2 separate regions of the Mus musculus genome follow, and region 2 is linked to region 1. The links are chromatin contacts, called in public Hi-C maps. All regions are on one chromosome and are shown on one strand. Each heading gives the region's core, a stretch centred on a gene start, on an enhancer-like site or on the middle of the called end of the contact. The rest is flanking DNA. Distances are from core to core; before and after follow the strand shown.

What was found. Hi-C and Micro-C count contacts between places; a contact is called where the count stands out from the background.
Region 2: a Hi-C map of bone marrow-derived macrophages shows a contact between it and region 1, with 5 times the contacts expected there. The contact joins two enhancer-like sites. A contact is called at or near these places in 25 of 484 Hi-C or Micro-C datasets (the BV-2 cell line, the C2C12 cell line, the HPC-5 cell line and 15 more) and 2 of 115 datasets of contacts at active chromatin or transcription factors (bone marrow-derived dendritic cells and hepatocytes).

What each region holds. Positions count from the first base shown.
Region 1 is chr3:131,973,340-131,980,142 of GRCm38.p6, reverse strand. Gm29865 (a long non-coding RNA gene) reads right to left here. Exons shown (of 3, transcript XR_376086.3): 2 at 5,821-5,914. Among named protein-coding and RNA genes, the nearest start is that of Gm29949, 31 kb to the left of the region's middle. Within about 2 kb of position 4,007, at least 8 of the 459 cell types and tissues checked have an H3K27ac peak or open chromatin away from gene starts, as enhancers often do. A contact at or near this core is called in bone marrow-derived macrophages, where this site is marked.
Region 2 is chr3:132,060,891-132,067,693 of GRCm38.p6, reverse strand. No RefSeq gene overlaps it. Among named protein-coding and RNA genes, the nearest start is that of Gm22421, 18 kb to the left of the region's middle. Within about 2 kb of position 3,088, at least 14 of the 459 cell types and tissues checked have an H3K27ac peak or open chromatin away from gene starts, as enhancers often do. A contact at or near this core is called in bone marrow-derived macrophages, where this site is marked.

The sequences.
Region 1 (6,803 bases), core at 2,758-5,257:
AAAATTGCCTCTCTAGAGCTCAAAACCCCACAGTTATAAGATGTGCCCTTAAGGCATATGTGAGGAGCCTCTTACACAGCAGAATTTGGTGAGATAATAAAAGCCAGATAATAAAAACCTCAAACCTTGACCTGCTCACATCAGTGAGACAGGATTCACTCTTGTAAGAGAAGTGATTCAGTGTGTACTTAAACACTTGGTGCATTTGGAGCCAGGGAGCAGACCAAGGAAGCCAGTCCTCAATGATAGTCCCCCAAAGGACCACACCTTCGACTATCTACATCCTTGTTGAATCTTTCTCTTTGATCTTAATTCTCTTGACATAGAATAGGTTCTACTTTGTTCTCACACTGGGAAAAGAAGGCTATCATGTAACTACAGAACTTGGCAGAAAACCCAGTACCTTTCTTGCTGCTCTGAGATGGGAGGTGGATCTACCCATATCCATAATGGAATGCTTAATAGGCTCTATTCATCCTTGTGGTAAGGCCCACACTGAAATGTCCTATCCACCTCCAATGACAATAACTTGGCTCCCTCTTGGTCTACTATGCCTGGTATTTTTACTCTGTCTCCCCTCACTCCTTCCCATCAGCCGCATCAATACCAGATCAAATCACCCAAGAATACTCTACCCATTATGTCACCTTCCTATTAAATAGCTCTTCAAAGGGCCCCGTTGTGCGTGGGGATAAAGTCTAAACTCTTTCATCTTTCTTCCATCTCTATTTCGATCTCATTTTCTCCTGTCCTCCAGAATGAACTTCCTCACTCTAGCAAGGTTCTCTCTCAACACACAGCTCTGCCACGGGATTGCCTCCACACTCATCCAATGGAAGACTTCTAATCCCACAGTTTACCTGCATAAACTGTGCTCACTCTCATCTCAATTCCTGCCTGCTCTGTGAGGCTCTCTGGTCTCCTCTCACTAACTTCTGTCATGCTTATTGTATAAAGCATAATTAATTTTCTGTATATATACATATAATTAAATTTTCTTCAATTAAGTCATAATTATCTCAAGGAAAAGATACTCTTTGGTTTCTCAACACAGTGGGACTGGTGAATTTATTTCCCCTCTTATTTTCCTCAAATGAAGTACTTTAGGGGAAAATAAATTTTCTCAGCTCATATTGAAGCAATCATACTGACAGCTTTCTGTGAAATTGTTAGTTAAACTACTGTTTTCTCTGACGGTCACACTCAGGAGAGGAAGCTAGAGCCACTAGCTCTCATCTAAGTAGGAATGCCTCCTTTTAATTAAAAATATGAGCCCCCTTGATGCTGGTGATTGTACACTTGACACTATACCTAACAGAAACTATCTGCATCGCCTGACACTTCTAAGTACATTTACATTAATCACAGTCAGCAGCATAGCCATGAAGTTAGAAATTGCTTTATGGCTCTCTGTGGCATATGCCATTTCTGTGGTTTGTTCGTAGTTAATTGAGGTAAGTATAGATTCCAGGGCACTTTAGCATAACTCCATTTCTCAAAAATCTCACACTCTTTTATTTCACTAGAGCTGCCCTAAATGAGGTTTGTTTTGTTTTGTTTTGTTTTGTTTTTTCCCTTAAGAAATGTCACTGTTTTCCTTATTAGCACACAGAATAATTTTTGACTTGGTTTGAAGGCAAGTGTGCAGAAACAGAGAAGTGACCATGTGACCTCCAGTGACCCCCATGTAATTGCCATAAATACAACAAAATGCTAAAATTTCATACTAATGAAGACAAGTTTATAATCAATACAAACATACAAAAGCCATGTAGCATAAAGAAAATACTGCAGAAAATGAAGTGCAACCTCTTTCCCTTAGAGTGTGGAAAGTTTTTTCCTCTCCATTGGGGCCTTCTCTTGTTTCCTTTGAAATTTATATCAAAGCATTCTATGATCCATGTATATTTTAGATTTACAAGAAATAATATAAGCAGAGTATCTGTAATCTGAAAATGTGAAATGCAAAGAATTTGATTGACCTGGTACCACAAGTGAAAAATATCCATATCCAACCTAGATGACCTGTCACAGCCAAAACTCAGGCACATTAACATATCCTAAAACACAGTTGTGAATGCTGTATAAGCAAAATATAAATGAAAGCACACATATGTGAATAAAAGATATAAATTATACATGACTGAGTACCACATTTAAACTTGAACTACATTTCCAACATGAATATTTTAAATATGTCCCATTCCAAATACATCCCCCTAAGTAAAAGGAACACCCACAAATCTAAACCAATTTTCACCCAGGCTATTTGGATAAGGTCCACTCAACCTGTACACCGAATTTTTTCATGTTCAGGAAACCTTACAAACCCTTCCTTTGTAGTTCTACCAGCCATCCATAATGTTAATAATCCCAGAAAATACCCATTTGCTCAGCCTAAAACAACCATCAAAGAAAATTCACTCACTAAATGTCCTGCCTGTCTATGATGAAATAGTCTAAAATGCTATACAACATACAATACAACAATCTCCGCACTCCTTACATGATTTTATGAACAGGTCTGTATTCTACGTCATAGTAGACTTGACAATAAGACTTTGATCATAGTCCCTTTTTGCTTTTATGTGTTTAGCCTAAAGCATCCAATTCCTTTAATCGATGTTCATATAGAGCCTCCTTGATCATTGTACTTATTGTTGTCTGGGACCCCTCCAGGTCTTTCTTGTTTAAGAAGTGGTGGTCGGGAGAATAGAGATGACTCCAGTTCTTATGCAATCATGGATGATGTCTCCTGGTTTGTTTCCAGGGCTCTTTGTGAGGTAGGCCATTGGTGCTCTGGGCGGGGGGAGGCAATCTGAAATCATTTCTTACTTGTGTGCATCAGAGAGTTCATCTTTTACAAGTTGACATTCAAATAATCAAGAACTCATCCTTTGATTTATTCCTGCACCCGGCAGCTTTTTTTCCGCATCACAGTTAGTAAGTTCAGTTGGAGAGATTTGTTCCTTTAAAGTTTTTTTTTAATATTACCAGTCTTTCAGGGCAGCCTTCCTCAGAGGTCGCCCTACCACCATGTTTACCCCCGTCAGTCTCACATTTTGCTTCCTGTCTTTCAGGGAGTCCTTAACACACAATAAAAGCGTTTTCCCCAAAGACATGGGAACTATTTTTAAAAGTGTCTTTTATCAAATAGTTTATTTTTACAGTGTGTATTAAAGCAATCTGACCGTGTTTTACAAATTCCAACATCTTGTCCTGGGAACTAGTGAAAGCAATTTTTCACATATTTCTACTGAATGCATTTAAATGCAAGAGAATTCCACTGATCTCTAGGCATTAGCAAGTTAGAGTTGCCAGTTATAGAGCCTGGTCCCTCACCTCACGACATTCTGTATCTGGAATTTCTTTGTAGATTTTTTTTTTTCCTTTTTACAGCTGGCTTTGTATTCTCTGTTTGTTTGGGTTAGTTGGTTTCCTAAAAGGTAAAATATGAAGGCTACCCAAAATGAATATGATACCAATATATCCATGTACTTATAGATAGGAAACTACTCAGATAATGTTGTATGATGCTGTGTTTATTTAAATTAAGGTTACAAAATAATTGTAACTCACAGTAAGAAAAGAAGGTTCATTTTCGGATCTTAGAGTATGTGACAGTATGAGAACTTCATTGAAGTCACTGGAACCACACAGACCCCCTCCTCCGCATGTACCCATGGTCCTTATATACTAACACTTATTGTAGCATTTGTAAAGATGCGCCATCAGTCAGGACTCCTAAAACATATTGAGACAGCATGCAAGGATGTAACATCCCCACAATTGATGACCATCCAAAACTGGGAAACAAATGCTAAGTTGTATTCTGGAGTACAGTTGTCAGCCATGTTCACAATATCTGCACTACAGTCTTTATATCACGTACAGAACACAAAGCATGAGCTCTGCATCTGCTTTCTCTCAGTCAAGGGTACAGATGAGCTTCAAATTCCAAAGGCCAGCGCCTTAGAATCACTCTGTTAATGGTCAGCATTGCCCTCTAGTGGCAAGCACGACTAACCACAGCTTTGTCCTCCTTCAGTGACCCCAGAGGGCAGCCAGACGGGGCAGATTTGAGGAAGAGAAAAAGTACCAATGTTGGCAACACCAATTATCAAATGGAACCAGATTTTGACATTTATGATTTTTTTTTTTAGCATGAGCATTTTTTTCCAGTCTCTGGTGGAAGCCTGGAGGTTCATGGAGCCTGATGGAAAAACTAAGGATACTGGTCTGAAGTGTGTGTGTGTGTGTGTGTGTGTGTGTGTGTGTGTGTGTGTGACGTGACCTCAGGAGGTCTCTCAGGATCTCATGTAAACTAAAGAGTGTAAGTGTAGATCTTGCATGTGTGCAGGTCTTGTATATGTGTAGAACTTGCATTTTGCAGATCTTGCATATGTACAGATCTTGCATGTGTGAAGATCTTGTATATGTGTAGATCTTTCATTTGTATAGATCTTGCACGTGTGAAGATCTTGCATATGTGTAGATCTTTCATGTGTGTATATCTTGCATGTGTGCAGACCTTGTATATGTGAAGATCTTGCATATGTGTAGATCTTGCATGTGTGAAGATCTTGTATATGTGTAGATCTTTCATGTGTGTAGATCTTGCATGTGTGCAGATCTTGTATATGTGTAGATCTTGCATGTGTGAAGATCTTGTATATGTGTAGATCTTTCATATGTGTAGATCTTGCATGTGTGATCTTGCATATGTACAGATCTTGCATGAGTGAAGATCTTATATATGTGTAGATCTTGCATGTGTGAAGATCTTGTATATGTATAGATCTTTCATGTGTGTAGATCTTGCATGTGTGTAGATCCTGCATGGGTCTCCTTTTATTGTCTTCATATGTTGCATGACAAACTAAGAAAGACAGTGATCAGTCAGTCAAAAGCAGAATCAAAAGCTCCTTTATTCAGAAAAGTGATGAGACTTTAGAGATGAAAAGAGAAGAGGAAGAGAGAATAGTTTCTACCTCCATTTCCAGGTACAAAGGAAACAAAGAGGGAGGGGGAAACTCTTTAGTTTCCTAACTCTCTTAGAGAAATCAAGCACACACATACATATAAATAAATATGTAAAGAAACAAAACAAAACAATACAAAAGAGGAAACACATACTTAGGCTGAATACAAATATGGAGCCTTTAACTTTCTCCAAGAGGTGGTCAAAACTAGGTAACTTAGTAATGAATCATCTATTGCAGTTATTTTGTGTATGGCTGTATGTACATGCAAGCATGTGTGTGCAGGTACAAATGTATACATGATATGGAAGCCAGAGGACAACCTTGGAATCTCAAGAGCCTTCCACCTTTGTTTTGATACAGAATCTAGAACTTGCCAAGTAGATTAGGCTAGCTGTCCAGAGAGCCCCAGGAGCCCACCTGATGCTGCCTCCCTAGCTCTTAGATGACATCCATAGGCAACCATAGCTGGTTTTTTGTATGAGCTCTGGATCCTCCTGTTTCACTGATGGAGCGCTCTCACCAGCCCTGTTGCAATCACTTTTGACGAGAAGCAAAAAAACAGATGCAGAAATGTGACTTGGCTCCTTGAGATCCTAAGTCAGCCAGGAGAATGCTGTGATTTGGATCCCTGCTTGGGGAGCACTTTTTCATCCTGTGGATGTGGCACACCTAATGACAGCAAAACATCTGTTCACCTTGACACCTGCCTTTGAAGAAAACCAAAAGCCAGATAAGCTCCCGCACATGCTCCAGCCAGGTCTGATGATCCTCTGAAAGGTCTGAGGAAAGTAAATCCCAGGGATCAAATATCAGCGCTCACTCCTTGAGGACTTACCTGTTCACAAGGTCAGGCTAGGCAACGTATTCGTAAATGCAGCAACAGTATAGGCTGGCAAATAGCCTTCGTAACCGCAAAGGGATTCTTGGTCCTGAGGAAAAGAAAGACCATGTTTTGACTTTCAGGATTTCTACAACTCCAAGAAGATTTATAATTCTATAAATCAGAATACTGCCACAATGGAGAGGCCCAGAGAGGCTAAGGGAATTACTCAAAGACACACAGCTCTTCAGTGGCTTAGTCATATGCATCATCTAATTCAATTACTATTAACTGGACGCTTGGAGGGCTTTGGATTTGTACAAACCTGCTGTGGTTTGGGAGCAAGTGAGAAGCACGCTGCTCAGTGTCTTTGGAACGTACTTCAATGAAGTGACGCTTGGGTAGCTGCTTGATGAATGAGTTTTCCAACTGCTTCTTATTCTAACATAGCCGTAGAGCAATAATGACGACGTTACATTGTTTCCCTGGTGCCTCCTAAATCCTTGCTACATCCACTAACTTTGGTATGACACTCATATTCTATATCCTAAATGTTTTGTTTAAAATGACTTAAATATCTCATAATATTCTGTCTCCAAAACAAAAAAAGGAGCATATCTCAATAAAAAGCTTTTATCGTGAACTCTGTGACACTGGGAATCTCCTTTCATTGGCCTGGTTAGGATGGCCATGTCTAATTTGACCTGAGTTTCCGCTAAATTATACTTGAAATCTTTCTCTGGTTAGATTGTTTGAATATCAGATGAATCTTTTCGTGTGACATGAATAAATACAGAGTTACAGAAAGGACAGAAAAATATATAAAGCATTTGTTATGCCACTGGAGAAAATAACATTTTTAATACAGAAAGATATATATATATATATATATATATATATATATATATATATATATATATATATATATCAAGTTTTCAGTTTGGCAACTGAACATCCTGTAATAGTATATAAAGTAGTAAAATTGAAAACTCAGGTTT
Region 2 (6,803 bases), core at 1,839-4,338, 88 kb before region 1:
GCGGTGGCAAGATCAAGCAGAAACTGCCAGTCCTCTGCCAAATCAGCGGGAGCAACCAGGACTAGTCAGGATACCAGGAAGAGTTCTCTGCCATGCCTTTCTCAACGAAGTGAATATCAGCACAGATGAAGGCTCAAGACCAATGACGCTTTGCATCGCTAGCTATGCAAGCATGCGCTCACTGTCTGATAAGTCCTATTTATACTTTCTCCAAACATGACGTGTCCTCAGCAAACTACCACACGAGTCTGTATAACCTGACGTACCCCAAACCTTCGACTTCACGCGACAATAATATTTCATATTACCGAGCAACACATTTAGCATTTGGAAGGCTAAAAATTACTTTCAAGAGTGATGATGTTTAAAAAATGTTTTAAGGATGCACATGATCTAGTGATGTGGGGGAAAGTCTACTGATGACAAGAAAACTAAACACCGAGGAAGCTGAAGAAATAAACAGTCCTGAGTAGGACACACTCTAAAAGCAGTAATTCCAGAAAGGCTTTAGGTTAAATGTGGCATGATCCGCTACAATTGTTACCTTCTGAACTTGGGCAACTCAGTGCCTCTCTGGGACAGTGGGTATGTCTGGTTTGTGGGTGTTCCCAAGGACTAGCCACAATACATATTGTGCTACAAATGATCACTGAACAAAGGAACAGGAAAAGAGTGACATTCTGTATATAGCAAGCCTGCCATTGGCAGTGACCTTGACAGACAGGTGTATAGCCCGTCACATAAAGGTTTCATGGTGAGTGAAACAGTGAAGCGTTCTATCATGCAAAGTTTAATGTTTCGTCCTAATTTATAGAACCAGGCTGCCCTTTGAGTCAAGAGAAGGCTGCAACAACTTGGCATGAGACATCCATCATGCAAGAGGTGACATCTTATCTGTGAACTGACAACTAGTGTTCAAGTTCCTTTAAACTCTGTTACTCATGACTTTACAAAGTTACTTAAAAGGTCAAACTGCTGAAGAAGCATCCTGTTAGTGTGAAGTCATTTTACCCCCCAAAAACTAACATTTTAAAAATATTTGTTTATTTTATTATGTTTTTATAATAACATTTAACTCTATACAATAAAAATCATTTTTTGCCCTTTTATCCAACTCAAGTGTAGAAAGTCATTTTAGTGATGTTATTAATATGTGGTCATATCATTGATTATTTTTATGTGAAAAATGTCTATATCCACTTAGCAACCCACATATCCATCTGGACTTCTCTATCTTATAACTATCAGAAAAACAGGGATAATAATAAGTTACAACTGGAAAATATCAAATATATACATTGAGAACAGGAAAGATAATTAGTATTCACATATTAAGTTATTATTCTCATTTTTATACCTACTTACCAAATTAAGATGAATAAACCAAACAAATAGTGCAGAGAGTCCCATAGAAACTCTCTATATATTCTTAACTTATTTCTCCTAGATAAAATGGGGAAACTCTTTTGAATATCAGACTGGTTCCTTCAGGGCAATTAAATCTAAAATATTTGTATAGCTCCAGGTAGAAGCTACTACTTACAATTCTAACCATAAAGAAAGTGCATAACTTACATACACCCAACAGGGAAACATTCAACAGACCTGAGGGCCCAGGGACTAAACATTATAACATCTGCTTATGAAGCAGAAGTAATTCATCACCAACACCAAGAGATTATACCACATCAGAATCATGTGTAGAAGCAGGAAGTTTAGACCAAATACAAAAGTCCTTTAAAAAAAAAAACTTGAGGATGGAGATGAATTGATTAAAAATAGCAGTAAGGACTGATGAACACAACAGTTTAACTCAACAAATAGTTGTGACACGTGGATTCAACCAACATTTCAGCAGAAAGAGATGTGCGTCGATTGCATGCGTGGTCAAGCAACTAATGTCTCAGAGAGCAACAGGTATGTGAAGACGTTCTATACCTCAGTGTAGCAAAGAAACAGACCAACAGTGGGTGCAGGGGCTCACTTAGCTTGGAAGATGAATAGCATGAGCAATGCAGCCTAGAGATTTGGGGGAAAGCATAAGAGAAAGCTCCAGAGGGGAGACGTTCCGAGATGAAAATCCAGCCCACTGTTTACTTTGCTGCCGTCCACTCTCTATATTCCTGAAGAGACAATGCCTGTTTGGGAAAATGCAGGAGGCTCATCACATCAGGGTTTGATTTTATTCCTTGGCAAGAAATGAAGGAAGAGAACAAGAGGCCAGAAACCATGGTAATTAGAGGAGGAGGTTCAAAATCTAAACAATTGTAGTAACCAAAGAGAAAAGCTTTTAAATCAATTGTAAATTGAATTTGGGATAATCGTGCGGCATCATTTTCCTCTGTATCTTCCAAAATGATCCAGATCTGCCAAACACCATCCACAAGCTTATCCTGAACATTTGTTTCCACTAGAGAGTGAAAATTGTTTCTCTAATCTATCCCATTTTTTTGATGCACTGTCAGGAGCATGGCCTATAGGCCTTGAAATATTCAAAATTTATTTTCAAAGATCTTCTGCAGGCATTCCTACTTTGTGACTAAAATAGCATCTGGGGATACAGATTAAGGAAGTCCGTTAATTATGTCTCAACCAGAGTAAGCTTATAACCACATAGGAAAAAAAAATCACATGGCTGGAGAACAGATTCAAGGTATAAAGCCTTTTCCCCTGCTCTCTGTGAGATTTCATGAAGAAGAATCTGAGGCAAACATAAGGATAAGATCATTTGAGGGTAGTGCTGTTAGGTAAGGTTTTACAGTAACAGGTGCAGAGCTCAGATCTTAGCGCCTTAACTGGGGCTGTCATTTAGAATGTCAGTCACATCTCAGGTACCACAGGTGTTCATTTCCTCATCCAGCCTTTCTCACAACTCTGCAATTTTACAAGTATGCATGAGCTAAGAACCTTACATACATATGTCTTCTGAAGTCTGCTTAAGCTGTGGTGTTGAGGGGTGGCCTAGAGAAAGGAGATGTAGTGAGATTTTCTAGCAGAGTAGATTGTCTATACAATATACTGATATGTGTCACCAAAGAACTTCAAGTGTAGACTCTGCATCTCTTTACAGAGAAGAAAGCAAATGGTCCACGCAACGAGAGTGGAGCGACTCTGGCCCCTGCTCTGCCGATCACTGTGTTTGACCTTGTTAACCTTGAAGATCTATGATCCCCTGCAGGTAAGCATTAATAAGAGGATGTGACAGGGTCCACAAGTACATTAGCTGTACATGCAGACCTAAGAGCTCGATATGCAAACTTCTGTGTAACTCTCCAGCTCCATCTATGGAAGGACAATTTTGGACCTAGTTAGCCTGCAGCAATAAAGCGTATCATTAATAATGTAAATGTTGCTCTGTATTTTTAAGGATTCCAAGGAACATCATAAAACAGCTTGCTTCCTCTCAAGAAGGAAGTAAAGATACATTTATTTTGACAGATGATCTCATTCCAAACACTAGCTGTAAATTAGTCACTGTTTCCCTAAGGCAGGCTCCAATTTCCCCAAACTAGAGAAGACAGTTTTATTTGCTCTCCCCTATGTAGTTTCAGTGTCGGCATCGTGTTCCCGAAGGGGTGGTTTGATGTGAGTCACCCACGACTACAGTGGCTTACAATGAACCTGTTTAAGTGATGGTTCAACCTCCAGGGCTCATGGAGCAAAATTTACTCTGAACTGCTCCATTTTAATTTCCCAGGGAGATGGATATTTGTGACTAAAAGAATACTGCTTCACAGGTAGTATATTTAATATTGAGGTGTTCAGCATTGATGACTTCAGTTTGGCTTTCTCTTTTAATAATGACCTTTTAGTCCAAACTTTTATGACATTCTATTTTATAAAACATACCTCCACTGGCTTCCATGTGTTGCTCTTTAAGGTTTACTTAGATTGCCTAAAGTTGACATAAAATTCTTAGTGGAAGAGCCATGTGTGGAAAGTCAGCAAGATGGGTTCCAAATCCAGTGCTTTTGCTAGGAATCACATCTTTGGTCTTACAAGTTCTTGTGGATACAGGAGTTGCATGTGGAAGACACTTGGAGTCTGACCAAACTCATCCTGGAGTAAGACAAGCCACAGTATCATTTGTGCCACCGCCAATTCTCCGCTTGAGTGACCTCTTGGATTTCTGCAATGTCCTTCAGGCTCATAAGTTTCCAGGGAAGCATTCTCATTTACTCAGAAAGGTATTTTCAGACTGATTCCTAGGAATGGAGAGACCTAAAAAATAACTGACCTAATGATCTTGGTAGCTGGAATGAATTGCTTTCGATCCTAGAGGTGCAAAAAAAGGGACTTTCTATTTCATTTTCTGAGATAGGGCATGCAGGTGGCAAACACCAATGATAACTACCTTTGCTATGCACACTCCAGTGAAGTTTGCTTGGCAGGCTGAGAGGCCTGGAAGCACTCACAAGGCAAAGAGTTTCACAGAAACTCACCTCCTGGAGCTTTGGCGTTCTCATTAACCTGTATACTCATACCCTATCCCCGTGTTAGTCTGGTGTATGGATCCACATGCTCTCTTTTAGTATTATTTTATTATAAGTGTCTTTTAAGATTGAATTCTGACATAGCCAGAGGCTTCACCAGTATTCCAATGTCCTAGAAAATGCTTGAAGCCTATGAACTTGGAATCCAATAGGAATGCAGTAAGGAAGTTACCTATTCAGTAACTAATTAAGCATTACATAAGACTGAGCCAGCAGCTCAGGGCTGGTCTGCAGAGTATTTACTAAGGACAGTAGCAAATCTCACCCAAACAAGGGAATACCATGAAAGAGCCACTGAGATAGAAATCTTCAGTACAGACTACATTGCATATTAGAAGCAAGCTGGTGAATTCTTCTGACAAATGGAGAGTCTCCACAGATACTTAAGTTACTAGAAATTATCAGGGCCCAGGAAATAGGGGGCTTTTGGTATTGCAGTATTCATGAGAAGGTCTGCTAAAGTAGAACCCCTGGTGATGGGCTTAACAATAGACTAGCTTTACACCTGGCTCCCTTCTTAGTGGCAGCAGCCTGGTCCCCGCCTTCTTTTGATGTATACATTCCTTTTGTATTGTCACTGTAACTTGGTGGATTGCATCTCATCTGGTTTCTTGCTATTCTGCTGTATAAAAAGTTTGATGCTCGACCTGACAAAATAGATTCAGATTCTACACAACCTCCTGTGTGCGTCTGTCTGTTATTCCCACCAACTCCTTGCCCATCTGCACTCAGAGGCCTGTCCACGTAGACAAAGGGACCCAGAGGGTCTGAGACTTACCTTCAGTTTTCCCTTTCTGCATAAAGACTTCCTCCTAGAGATAGCTCTGAATATTCCTAAGAATGTGGCTTTTAATGTAGAATTATTTTTACAAAGGATGACACTTTTTATTAGTTATTTTATTTATTTACATTTCAAATGTTATCTGCCTTCCCAGTTTCCCCTCCACAAGAACCTCATCCATCACCTCTCCCCCTGTATCTATGAGAGTGCTCCCCCATCAGCCCTCCCATTCCTGCTTCAACAGCCTAGCATTCCCCTATCCTGAGTCATTGAGCCTCCACAGGATCAAGGGGCTCCCCTTCCAGTGATTCCAGATAAGGCCAGCCTCTGCTACATATTCAGCTGGAGCCATGAGTACCCCCTGTTTACTCTTTGTTTGGTGGTTTCGTCCCTGGGAGCTTTGGAGAGTCTAGTTGGTTGATATTGTTGTTCTTCCTATGAGGTTGCAAACCCTTACCTACCATTGGGGTCCCCTTGCTCAGACCAATGTTTGGCTGTGTACATCCACATCTGTATTGGTCCAGTTCTCCCAGAATCTCTCAGGTGGACAGCTATACCAGGCTCCTATCAGTTTTAATGTCCCTTCTATCTTTGAGTGTGTGAGTCCCCTTTGTCCTTTTGTCCCATGCCCATAAGAATAGGCATGCCTCTTGGTCATCACCTCACTGAAAAGGGCTTGAGTGTGCTTGTCTTTATCTGATCAGGGCTCAAGTATTCCAGACAGCCTCCTCCCACTGGCCTTTCAGAACTGCTTCCTTATGGGAGAGTAGTCTTTGGCTCTGCTGTCTGACATGGCTGCATCAGAAACCAGGGCAGATCCCACCATTTTTGCTGTTGCTCCTGCAATAATCCAGAGATAGGAGCATTTATTGTGATGGGTTTAGTGATCTCACTGATGAAGGAAGTACTTACCCACTTCAGCCCTTGCATCCAGGGGCATCACAGACATCTGGAAAGAAGGGTTATGGTAGACAGAGACACAGGACTCTGTAAACATTTTTTTCCCACTGCTGCTTATAGGTTGTTTAGCTATCTATAGAGATAGTATCACAAGCATAGTTTGAACATCCCACCGACATTCTTCCTAGGCTTCTTCTGCTGCTCACAGTTTTCTACAGTCATGGGACCATATTTGGGTCAAGGTTTGTACCCAAGGAAGGAACTGCAGACTACCTGGACCCAAGCAGCAGCACTTAGCTGAATCTTCTCTGAAACAAGTAGGGAACAGAGTTGGCTCTTCACTTACCACAATATAGACCCAGAATTCTCTCTACCACATGCAAACTCATTGTAGTCATATCAGCGCCCATTGTTATCCTGTGGCATCTGCCATGGACAAGTATTATGTTCTTCTTAACCCCCAAGGAAAGAAAATCATAAATATTTTTGAGATATCCTGGAAGATTGCCGTCCCAAAAAATTATCATATAACTCAAAACTTTGAGATGGATTCCCGGGACAACTAGAAAGTATAAAAGAGTTTTATTTTAACTAATAAATATTTAATTAATAAAAATTAATAAAAAGTC